3 separate regions of the Mus musculus genome follow, and all the other regions are linked to region 3. Evidence: chromatin contacts called from public ChIA-PET and Hi-C data. All regions are on one chromosome and are shown on one strand. Each heading gives the region's core, a stretch centred on a gene start, on an enhancer-like site or on the middle of the called end of the contact. The rest is flanking DNA. Distances are from core to core; before and after follow the strand shown. Region 1 overlaps Pptc7 (PTC7 protein phosphatase homolog). Region 2 overlaps Pptc7 (PTC7 protein phosphatase homolog). Region 3 holds the start of Ccdc63 (coiled-coil domain containing 63).

What was found. A called contact is a pair of places that touch in the nucleus more often than the background predicts. ChIA-PET counts read pairs in DNA pulled down with a chosen protein or histone mark.
Region 1: an RNA polymerase II ChIA-PET map of effector CD8 T cells shows a contact between it and region 3, with 16 read pairs. The contact joins the enhancer-like site here to the promoter of Ccdc63 in region 3. A contact is called at or near these places in 7 of 39 promoter capture datasets (3T3-L1-derived adipocytes, cranial neural crest, embryonic stem cells and 3 more), 3 of 15 datasets of contacts at CTCF or cohesin (the NIH/3T3 cell line, large pre-B cells and pro-B cells), 13 of 484 Hi-C or Micro-C datasets (CD4 T cells, the N1E-115 cell line, Th1 cells and 9 more), 12 of 115 datasets of contacts at active chromatin or transcription factors (SST interneurons, cardiomyocytes, effector CD8 T cells and 7 more) and 5 of 9 other capture datasets (adipose tissue, embryonic stem cells, liver and 2 more).
Region 2: a contact with region 3 is called in a Hi-C map of Th1 cells, with 3 times the contacts expected there. The contact joins the enhancer-like site here to the promoter of Ccdc63 in region 3. A contact is called at or near these places in 8 of 39 promoter capture datasets (the C10 cell line, cranial neural crest, erythroid cells and 5 more), 1 of 15 datasets of contacts at CTCF or cohesin (large pre-B cells), 4 of 484 Hi-C or Micro-C datasets (B cells, Kupffer cells, Th1 cells and 1 more), 21 of 115 datasets of contacts at active chromatin or transcription factors (the 230-238 cell line, the SCID.adh cell line, bone marrow-derived macrophages and 14 more) and 4 of 9 other capture datasets (adipose tissue, liver, macrophages and 1 more).

Annotation. Positions count from the first base shown.
Region 1 is chr5:122,309,429-122,313,051 of GRCm38.p6, forward strand. The region is part of intron 2 of Pptc7 (PTC7 protein phosphatase homolog); the gene reads left to right. Among named protein-coding and RNA genes, the nearest start is that of Pptc7, 27 kb to the left of the region's middle. Within about 2 kb of position 1,468, at least 45 of the 459 cell types and tissues checked have an H3K27ac peak or open chromatin away from gene starts, as enhancers often do. A contact at or near this core is called in SST interneurons, effector CD8 T cells and regulatory T cells, where this site is marked.
Region 2 is chr5:122,286,741-122,290,190 of GRCm38.p6, forward strand. All of the region lies in intron 1 of Pptc7 (PTC7 protein phosphatase homolog), which reads left to right. Among named protein-coding and RNA genes, the nearest start is that of Pptc7, 4.1 kb to the left of the region's middle. Within about 2 kb of position 1,786, at least 45 of the 459 cell types and tissues checked have an H3K27ac peak or open chromatin away from gene starts, as enhancers often do. A contact at or near this core is called in Th1 cells and regulatory T cells, where this site is marked.
Region 3 is chr5:122,129,848-122,133,304 of GRCm38.p6, forward strand. It overlaps Ccdc63 (coiled-coil domain containing 63), which reads right to left and starts at 2,118. Exons shown (of 12, transcript NM_001384199.1): 1 at 2,074-2,118; 2 at 442-558; 3 at 1-108. The coding sequence starts at 450.

The DNA of each region.
Region 1 (3,623 bases), core at 218-2,717, 180 kb after region 3:
CTTTCCTTCCCATTTACCCAAGGTAACAGCGATAGTAAATTTAAGGACATAATTGAGGTTTACTTATAATGCTGGGATTATTGTCGCTTCTAAAGCCCACTGAAACGATCCTTTGTCACCATATTTGGTGCACACAGACCGCCCTGACCTAACCCACACCCCTCCACAGCGTTTGCAACTAAATTGGAGCAGATCTAGCAGACTGATCTACAGAACCCTGGTTGGGTATAACAGTAAACACAGTGGTTAGAATGTGCTTTTACTTTTAGTGAATGTCATGTACATGCATGCTTGTGGTGTCCAGGGGAAGATGCTGAATCCCTTGGAGCTGGAGGGACACAGATGTTGGCAGCCACTCCATGTGGGTGCTGGGGATGAAACGCCATCCCCCTGGAAGAGCTAAGGTGCTCTTAACCACTGAGACATCTCCCTAGCTTGTCTTTGCTTTCTAATTCAGCAATTGTTAAAAAGTTTACAAAGTGGATCACAGGGCCCCCAATGGAGGAGCTAGAGAAAGTACCCAAGGAGCTGAAGGGATCTGAACTAACCAGTATACCTCCCCACCCCCACCCCCGGAGCTCGTGTCTCTAGCTGCATATGAATCAGAAGATGGCCTAGTCGGCCATCAGTGGAAAGAGAGGCCCATTGGTCGTGCAAACTTTATATGACTCAGTACAGGGGAACGCCAGGGCCAAGAAGTGGGAGTGGGTGGGTAGGAGAGTGGGTGGGGGAGCATGTGGGGGACTTTTGGAATAGCATTGGAAATGTAAATGAAATAAATACCCGGGCTGGTGAGATGGCTCAGCAGTTAAGAGCACTGACTGTTCTTCCGAAGGTCCTGAGTTCAAATCCCAGCAACCACATGATGGCTCACAACCATCTGTACAGCTATAGAGTACTCATAAACATAACATAAAATAAATAAATCTTTGGGGAAAAAAAAGAAATAAATACCCAATTAAAAAAAAAAGTTTACAAAGCAAAAAATACTCTAGAGGGCAAGCCTTTATTGTTGACATAAGTGTCCTCAGAAACCCTTAAATACATTAGTAAGTTCTTAAGAATCCAAAGGGTTGCTGTCATGGTACCTTTTAATTCCAGCATTTGGGCAGTAGAAGCAGGTGGATCTCTGAGTCGGAGACCAGCCTGGCCTACAGAGAAAGTTTCAGGCCAGCCAGGGCTACACAATGAGTCCTTGCCTTAAAAAAATAAAAATAAAAAAATAAAAAAAATGAGCCGGGCGTGGTGGTGCACACCTTTAACTCTAGCACTCGGGAGGCAGAGGCAGAGGCAGGTGAATTTCTGAGTTCAAGGACATCAGACAGCCAGGGCTACACAGAGAAACCTTGTCTCGAAAAGGCAAAAGAAAAAAAAAAATGGGTCTTGCAGCTGGGGCTGCAGCTTGGTAGTAGAGCAGGGCTCGAGCATGCACGGTGCCTTCAGTGGCAGCCCCAGAGGAGAAAGGAAGCTGAGGTGTCAGACCTAATAAGGTTGTTTGGCTGAGTGCTAAAAATAATTACACTCAAACCTGAGAGAGTTCTCAGCCACCTGCGGACATGGATCAGTCATCTGAGCATCCGACCCTCCTCGTCTTCACACAGGTGAAGTGGAAGTGGAAGCCGCCAGGCTGTGTATGCCTCCCTTCATTGTTCCTGCTCTGGCTATTGAACGCCCCACTGGGGGCTTTCACAAGGACCATTTGATTCCGAGGGGGCATGAAATGGTGGCTTGAGGTTTTCACCCCGAGTCATCGGGTGTTTCCTGAGGAGGAGCTCCAAGGCTCTGGCCTTTCTCAGGCTCAGGATTTAATTTCATCAGCTCCCAGAAGATCTTTTGTGTGGCCGTTTTGTAACGTTGAGTAGCTGGAGGCTTTTAGGAAGGAGAGCTGACTGCACAGCAAGCCATAGAGCAGGTTCTGACAGCGCCCCTGGCAGGCACAGCACCCACATTTTCCCTGTCGTAGGCATCAGTCCGCCTCAGAGTATAAGGAAGTATACTGCTGGACAGTACTGATTCTTTACATTAAAGTGGGTTCTTTCTTTCGTTTGCTCTTTCTTTCTCCCCCCCCCTCTCTCTTTCTTTCAAAGATTTATTTATTTTATTTATATGAGTACATTGAGTCCGTTTTCAGACACACCAGAAGAGGGCATTGGCTCCCATTACAGATGGTTGTGAGCCACCGTGTGGCTGCTGGGAATTGAACTCAGGACCTCTGGAAGAGCAGTCAGTTCTCTTAACCGCTGAGCCATCTCTCCAGCCCAAATTATGTCTTTTCACTGGGACGAGATAAGAAATACTGGAATCCCACTGAGAAACTGGTGACTGTAGTCGCTGCACCTCTGTGTCCCTCCTGTGTCTGCACAGGGGAGAGCTTGTGGTTTTGAGTGTGCTCTGCCTCCACCCCGGGTAAAGCAGGTGCATAGAAACTCTCTCCACAGCTGGCTGGAGGCAGCTCGGGCCTAGAGATGCTGAGAGGCTGAGAGGCCTGCTCCTGATGCGCAGCTGGAGAGCAGTGCCCTGGGATTAACTGAGTGTTTCCACAGTCAGCTTGCTTAGCTTTTTTCTTTTCTTTTTTAAAGAGACAGCGTCTCAGAGGCCTCAGCTGGCCTCAGACTCAGCGTGGCTGGGGATGACCTTGAGTTTCTCAGCCTCCTTCCTGCCTTCCTGTCCTGAGTACTGGGCTCCAAGCACTCCATGTGCTTTGCGTGATGCTGAGGAGTGAGCTCAGGATGCGGGCCATGCTCAGGGAGCACTCAGGCAGCTGGATGACAGCTCAAGCCAATACTTTCTTAACAATAAATTTATTTATCTACCGTATGCATATATGCGTGTGCCTGAGTGTATGCATGTCCACAAAGGCCAGAATAGGGTGGTGGATAGGTCCCCTAGAACTGGAGTTAGAGATGGTTGTGAGCCACCATGAGGTCCTGGGAACTGAGCTCAGGACCTCTGGAAGAGCAATCTAGAAGACCTCTTAAGCACTGAGCCATCTTTACAGTCCCCCAAGACTAGCTTTAATCTCCTTATTTCACTCATCTTCCCTTCCCAAGTGTGTTCTCTAACACGCTTGCCAAGTGGCTTGACTGGAGAGCCCACTTTGAGTGTTTGCCATGACTTAACTGGCTTTTTCCTCATGACTCTCTCTGTGAGGCTATTGTCCTATTGCTGTGAACAAGGAAGCTAAGCACAGAGCTGGACCGTAGAGCATCAAAGTGGCCGAGCCCCTGGGGTTCAGATCATGCTGCTGAGTGTGTGACACTGCTAAGCTGTTTCGGGATTGGGTGCAGGACTGTGCTCATGCCAGCAAAGTCCCTGTCCCAGTGGCACAGGCAGAGCCATGTAGCTCACTCCGGGTCTCTGGCTCCTAACCAGGGGTTTTATCTTTCAGTCTGACTTGCATCTCTTACGGTCTTCTCACCTGGCTTCCTTCAGGGAGACCTGCTAGATGACAATATGTATGTTTTCAGGGCTGTATGACTCTCAGAAAGATTAATTTACCCAGTGCCTCCCCAGAGTAAGAGTGAGCAGGTTGCCTGTGTCATCTTCTTACGGTTCTTGTTAACAATCTCAGAGGACTGGCTGCTGGCAGGCCATACTTGGGCATGCTCCATTTGTTTCTCGGT
Region 2 (3,450 bases), core at 536-3,035, 160 kb after region 3:
GTAGCCCTGGCTGTCCTGGAACTCACTTTGTAGATCAGGCTGGCCTCGAACTCAGAAATTCACCTGCCTCTGCCTCCCAAGTGCTGGGATTAAAGGCATGTGCCACCACTGCCCAGCTTACAAATTATTCTTTATCATAGCTATATATGTATTTGAAAAAGTACTTAGAGGGTTCAGTACTCTCTGAGGCTCAGGCATCCACTAGGGGCCTTGAATGTATCCCTCAAGAAGAAAGGGGACTACTGTATCTGAATGTATTAAGTCTCTGCTGAATTTGAACACGCTGCTATCTTGGCATTGTGGCATATTTACAAGGGTACGGGAGATACTGGTCAGACCCTTTCTAAAAAAGCACAGATTTCATCTCCTGCTCTGGCATTCTGGCAGAAACCATGCCTACTTTGAGGTTAAGCTTTGCAACTAAGTAGCTCTGTAATTTGTGGTCTTGGGTGGACTTTCTGAGTCTGCGGTCCTTATCTGGAAAAGATGAAAGGAGTAGGCTGTCAGACTTAATGTGGAGGCTCTGGCTAGACAGTCAGGTTCAGGTTTTCCTGTAGTCCCTCAAACAGCATGGCTATGAATCGCCTGCCACAGGCACCTTGGTAGAGCTCTTCGTTTTTGTATCTAGCATTGGGCACTCAGTTGTTAAGTTACCTTGGCTCACTGGCTGAAGGATCCTTGGCTGTGCAAGGGACCTCTTTGGAGAAGAGAGCACAGAGGCAGGCTGGAGACAGTCCACCATGTGCCACTGAAGGCAGGTGCTTGAGTGTCTGATGGAGATACACACACACACACACACACACACACACACACTGCTGCTTATGTGTCCAAGAAGAAGCTAGTCAGATTTGACAAAGATCTTGCAGACACACACCTGCAAATGGGGGAGTGGGCATGAGAACAGTGAGGAACAGGTTCTCCAGGACTGTCCTGTTGTGGAGGTGCCCTTCTGGAAAGCCATCCTGGGAGTCACCTGAAACAACTTTCTAAGTTGGCCTCATTTGGTCTTTGGCAGCCATGAGGCAGTTCACCAGGTGGTGCCTCTGACTCTATTGACACCATCCTATCACAGGCTGAACTGATACGAGTTGTAAGCTGAATCACATTACGGTAAAGCTGTGTGAGTTCAAGGCTAGCTTGGTCTACATAAAGAGGCCTTGTCTTGTCTCTGAGTTGAGACTCTCTCTTGCTAAGTATCTCTGCAGTTTGGTCACTCACTGTGGGCTTCTCCTCAGCTGTTAGGAATGAAAGCTAGAGTAGGAGAAATAAATTATTATTTTAATTTTTTTAAAAATTGAAATTGACAGGTCATAGTGGCACATGTCTTTAATTCCATCACTTGGGAGGCAGAGGCAGGCAGATCTCTGAGTTGAAGGCCAGCCTGGTCTACCAGGACAGCCAGAGCTACACAGAGAAACTGTCCATAGATGTATGTATGTATGTGTGTATGTATGATAACATTGGGACTGAATTGTCCTGTTAGTCATGATAAAGAACACTTGATGACTCACACTGTTATTGTCCCCACTGGATTTCTTTTAGGAAAAATTGGCTGTGGAGGGTGTGGTGAGTCCCAGCACCACTCCCATCCCGTGTGGAAAATTGGCAGGGGCTCCTTCTCTCCATTGGGCCAGCAGGAGTAAGCCCATGCGGCACGAGCTGTTTTCCTTCCCTTTACTTAGCCCTGAGCTTTGTCACTTTGCATGCTGTGCCTTCCTAGGTACACAGAGCCATGAGAGCCACCTGATGTCCCCATCACAACAGCAGCATCAAAAGGTTGCTGAGAACTGCAGACTTCACAACCTTGAGGCCCATTTCCTCCATGTTTTGGTGATGAGTAGAGAGACCTTCAGATGCTTGGGTAACTTCAAAGCACTGCTAGTTATTGGCAGACAGGGCTTTCTCTGTCATACTTGAAGGGATGAAGGGAGGGAAAGAGTCAGAGTGAGAGTGAGAGAGCATATGAATGTGTTTATAATCGCTTTATTCTCTCTGACTCATAACTGGAAAGCAACAAAAACTCCCCTGCATGCTAAACACAGCTTACAGAAAACCATTTATTTGAAAATGGAAGGCATGGTTTGTGCAGTATAAATTCTGGCCTCTAAAGACTGAGCAGTGAAGCTGCTCTTAAAAAGCCAAGGGTTGTTTGTTTAAGCTTGGCTTAACTTGGAACCTAAACATGAAAATAAAACAGTTTTCTACGCCAGCCTTTGGTTTTGAGTTTTTACTGGGCCAGGATTCTGAAGTGTTTTTGTGAGTCTTGCCAATCTTAAAAAATATTCTTTGGTGGGGTGGCGGTGGCGGTGGTGGTGGTGGTGGTGGTGGTGGTGGTGGTGGTGGTGGTGGTGGTGGTAGTGTTTTGTGTGTGGGGGTGTTTTGCCTGCTTGCACGTACCACATGCATGGCTGATGCCCTTGGTGGATGTGGGTGGACATTGGGTTCCCTGGAACTGTAATTCTGAATGGTTGTGAGCTGCTATGGGGATGCTGCGAGTCAAACCCAGGTCTTCTGTAAGGGCAGCTGGTCCTCTTGGCTGCTGAATCATTATCTTTCTAGCCCTGGTTTTGTTTTTGAGATAGAGTCTCACTATATGCAGCTACAGCTGACCTAGAACTCATTGTGTAGGCCAGACTGGTCTCAAATTCACAAGAGATCTGCCTGCCTCTGCCTCCTGAGTGGTTGGATTAAAGTTGTGAGCCACCATGCCTGGCTTTTGAACCTTAACGTTAATGAAGTTCAGGTCATAGGTTAGGTCTAGTTTGATATTTCCAGTCTTGATAAACACTGCACTTTTACACAAGTCATCACTGGAGAGTTCACTGACACCCAAGTTTCAAGAAGTCCTCTCTGGAATCTCAGGTCCTGTCCAGACATTGATTGGTCTCATCTTGCAGTCAGGATTTTTTTTAAAGTCAAATCTATCTGTTAATGACCTTGAGTCTTTTGTTGTTTTAAGCTGAGCTGCAGTGCTTGGAACATGGCTCACCTGGTAAAGGTGCTTGTCACCAAGCCTAATGACCTGAGTTTGAGCCCCAGGACCTGTGTAGCAAAAGGAGAAAGCTGACCCCACCAAGCTGTCCTCTGACCTCTGACCTCTAGCTCCACAATACATGTCAAAAATAATACATTCATATATACATACATACATACATACATACATACCAAAGCTGAGTTGCAAAGTCAAATGACATGACATGTCACCTTTTAAAAATGTATACTTAGTAGTTACCAGGTTGTACAGCCTTCCCGAGCCCAGAATCTGCTGCCCCTTTCCCTCAAACCCCAAGCCTGTCTGTCCACTTGCAGTTGCTCCCCACTTGTGGGTGTTTCTCAACCTTGGTAGCAGCTTGCCAGTTCTCTGAGTTTGCCTGTTCTGGGCATTGTGTGTAAGTGGAAGCCTAGAATATGTAGTCTTCCATGCTCCTTTCTTTTGTTTTACCTGTTTTC
Region 3 (3,457 bases), core at 868-3,367:
AAGTTCCGAAAGGCCTGAAGAGCCCTTCCTCCTGACTTTCTTCATCTGGGCAAGACAGAGAAAGAGGATGCCCACACGACCTACAGTGGTAGTCCATCTGTATTTTTTCTTCAGGGCAAGATAGAGAAAGAGGAGGCCCAGGTGACCAGAGAAGTCTCCAGGTGGGGTTCCCAGGACAAAGGGAAGCCCACCCTGGGGTGATGGCATGTGCCTGTCTGTCGTAGGGTAGACCCACCCTGGGCTGCCAGGTGACAAGTCAAACTCGATGGAGTAGTGTCTTACTGGGTTGAGAAGTCATGAGGTTCCTAAGTTTAAGTCCTACACCACTGGGAGACTTTGAGAAAGTCACTATCTCTGGCCTCCCATCTATAAAGTTAGGATGGTGGGGTAGGGATGATGGGTAGGTGAAGGGACATTGAGTGACAAGCTGTTGTCACCTACCACTGGCATTGAGATGGATCTGAGCTTCCCTTCTGCTTAGACACTGGGTCCTGGAGGTCAAAGCCAGCAAGCCCACCTCTTTCTCCGTCTCTCTTTGTCTCCTCTGTCTGCAATGTCCTGCCCAGAATGAGAGAGGAAAAAGGAAGTGGGCCACCCTGCTGGCAGTGAGGACCCATGCGCCTCTCCTCCCTCCCATAGTCCCCTTCCACCCACAGCTTGGCATACAAGGGGACACAGCAGATGGCGCCGGGTGTAACAAGAGCCCCTCCCCCCAAGATCCGATCGCACCGGAACTTCTTCCGCTCCCCAGTTTATTATTAGGACCTGGGCAGATGGCTCCAGCCTGTCACTTACCCTTCTCCTCACATCTCTAAAGGAAAGGGGCACAGAGGCCTCTGATGATCAACCTGATGGAGCTGTTTTGGTTTTTTTGACTTTGGGACAGAGTCTCCTGTAGTCGAGGCTGGCCTCAAACTCAGTATGCTGCCAAGGCTGGCCTTGATCTCCTGATCCTCCTGCCTCCACCTCCAAAGTGCTGGGATTAGAGGCATGTGCTACCATATCCGGTACTTCATGCAGGCTAGGCCAGCACTACCCACTGATACATACCTATCCCACACCCACACACACAACAGAGTTGAAACCCTGCCTACGCTGTGATTACCCCACCCATACCCCACTTCTAGGATCAGGAACCAGCAACCAGCAACCCAGAGGAACATTTTATCATATCAGAACTTGAATGCTACCTGCCCAGAGGCACTTAGGAGTGGGGACATTAGCAGACAAGCCCCAAAGGGTTGTTAGGCCCACTGTGTCCCAGAAACTGCGAGGTCCTATGTGGAATTCCAGGTTCTCCATTCACATTCTTGCCCAGCCTCTAACGGACCTCAGGTACATCTGTGCTGCTCTCTGGAGCCTCAGTTCCCCATCTAGACAGTGGGGAGGGCCACGCCCTCCCCTAATCTGCATAATCCCCTCCCACTTCCGTGGACCAGTAATTCCTGTTGTACACTGGAGAGAATTTAGTAACTGAATTTTAACCTGGGGAATCTAGGTCAGCCAGTTCCATGGGGCTCTATGAATCATACTAGCATGGGGAGAGAAACCATAAACACCAAAACCTCAAGGCTTAGCCAGACCAGAAGATGTCACTGGATCGCGTCCTATCACACCAGACAGGAAGAACTTTTCATGAGACAATTTGAAATGAAATTTCTGGGGACTTATAAATCATGAGAGTTGTGGCAGTGTGAATGTCTAAGTCGATTTGGCATACAAACAAGCGCCTACTGTGTGCTTAGTGTTGTGGGGAACTGAGCTGTGGTTCAGCCACCCTCACGACGTGATCAATTTGTTTTAAAAAGAAAACAAAAGGTGGGCGTGGTGGTGCTGGCCTGAGTGACGCGGGAGGTGGAAACAGGAAGATCATGAGGTCAAGATCTTTGGCTGTAGCTTTACTTCAAGGTCAGTCTGTGCTGTAAGTGAATGGATACGTAATAAATAAATACACAGTCGCTTGAGAGCACATATAGCTCTTTGAGTTTGGGGAGCGTTTATGGTGGCAGTGGCTGGTTCCTGCCTCACCTCTGCTCATCCCCGGCAGGGGGCGCTGTGTGTACCCTAACTTACCACCCACGGCTCCCGCGGCTCCCGGTAGTGGCGGCTCGTGTGTCTAAGTGGCAGCCAGCTCCGCACCCCGCGTTCTCCGCCCTGGAACCCGCGCCTTTGTGACAGCGGCGACTCGCGTTCTCTAAGGACAGCCGAGACAACCGGACCCACGGAGAACCCGCATTTTACCAGAGGGGACAGGGCAACGCATTCCTGGGCTACCCTCAGCTGCCCTGTGTCAAACACCTTGGCCACCTTGGCCACCAAGCCAGCTTCCATTCCCTCCCTCCCTGGGTTACTACTCTCTTTCCTCTCGCTTCACCATTAAATACCTCCTTTCTGTTACACAGTGACCTAAAACGACTTGTTTTCAGAGTTTGGAGATTAAACCTGGGGCAGGTTAGGCAATGACTTTACCCCGGTCCGCCCTTCACCATCTGGAAGTTGCCCTCGGGTCCTGCTGTTTCGGCTGCTCTCCACTGTCTGCCACTGGGTGGGCAGTGGTTAGAAACATGCCTCTCTGGCGAAGGTTTCCCATCGCGGTTCTTCCTGGGTGCAGAACTCGGCCCTCTTGCCAAGAAGAACGAGCCCCACCCCACCCCCACCCCCCCACCCCCGCCACGGCCCCTCGCGTGCGCCCCCAGTGTAGCCTAGAGCAAACAAAGCTGCCAGCGGTAAACAAATGGAACCAGCACACACAGCAAGACAGTCTCCACGGCGGTCAGATACCCAAATCAGCCCATCCTTCCCAGTCAATGCTTGGACTAGGAACGTTAAGAGACTAACTGGTGCCAGGCAGTGGATCTATCGATGCCTTTAATCCCAGCACTCGGAAAGCGGAGACAGGCAGATCTCTGAGTTCAAGGCCAGCCTGGTCTACAGAGTTGAGTTCCAGGACACCCAGAGCTACACAGAGAAACCATGTCTGGGGGCAACAGCGGGGGTGGGGTGCATTATTTCCTGGAGTCTGCCACAGGGGTGGGCTTATAATTACTGGTCGTGGTCTCAAAGGCACCAGAGGAGCTTCCCACAGCCCAAGGTTAGAGAAGAGGAAGGTGCTTTGCTGTCGCTGAAAAGGAAATAGGAGATATGCTGCCTCTGTTGGTTGCTGGCAGCCCTGTTGCAAGCCTAAGGGAGACCAGTGGCTGATGGTCTACAATGTTGGCTAGCTCCTCAGATAGTGACTGCGGGTATAGGGTAAGTATAGGGCACCCCTCCCCGGTCATCGGCCCCTGGGAAAACCTGGAGCTGCAACTTCAGGACTTTTATTAGAAGCCAAAAGAGTGGACTCTGAGTCACAGTTCTGACCCACGGTAGAGTCGTCTCAGAACTTCCCGAGTCTGTTAATTACGAGTCATTCAAACCCAAGCAACTGTCTACATCCTACAAGACCCTTATCTAGCAG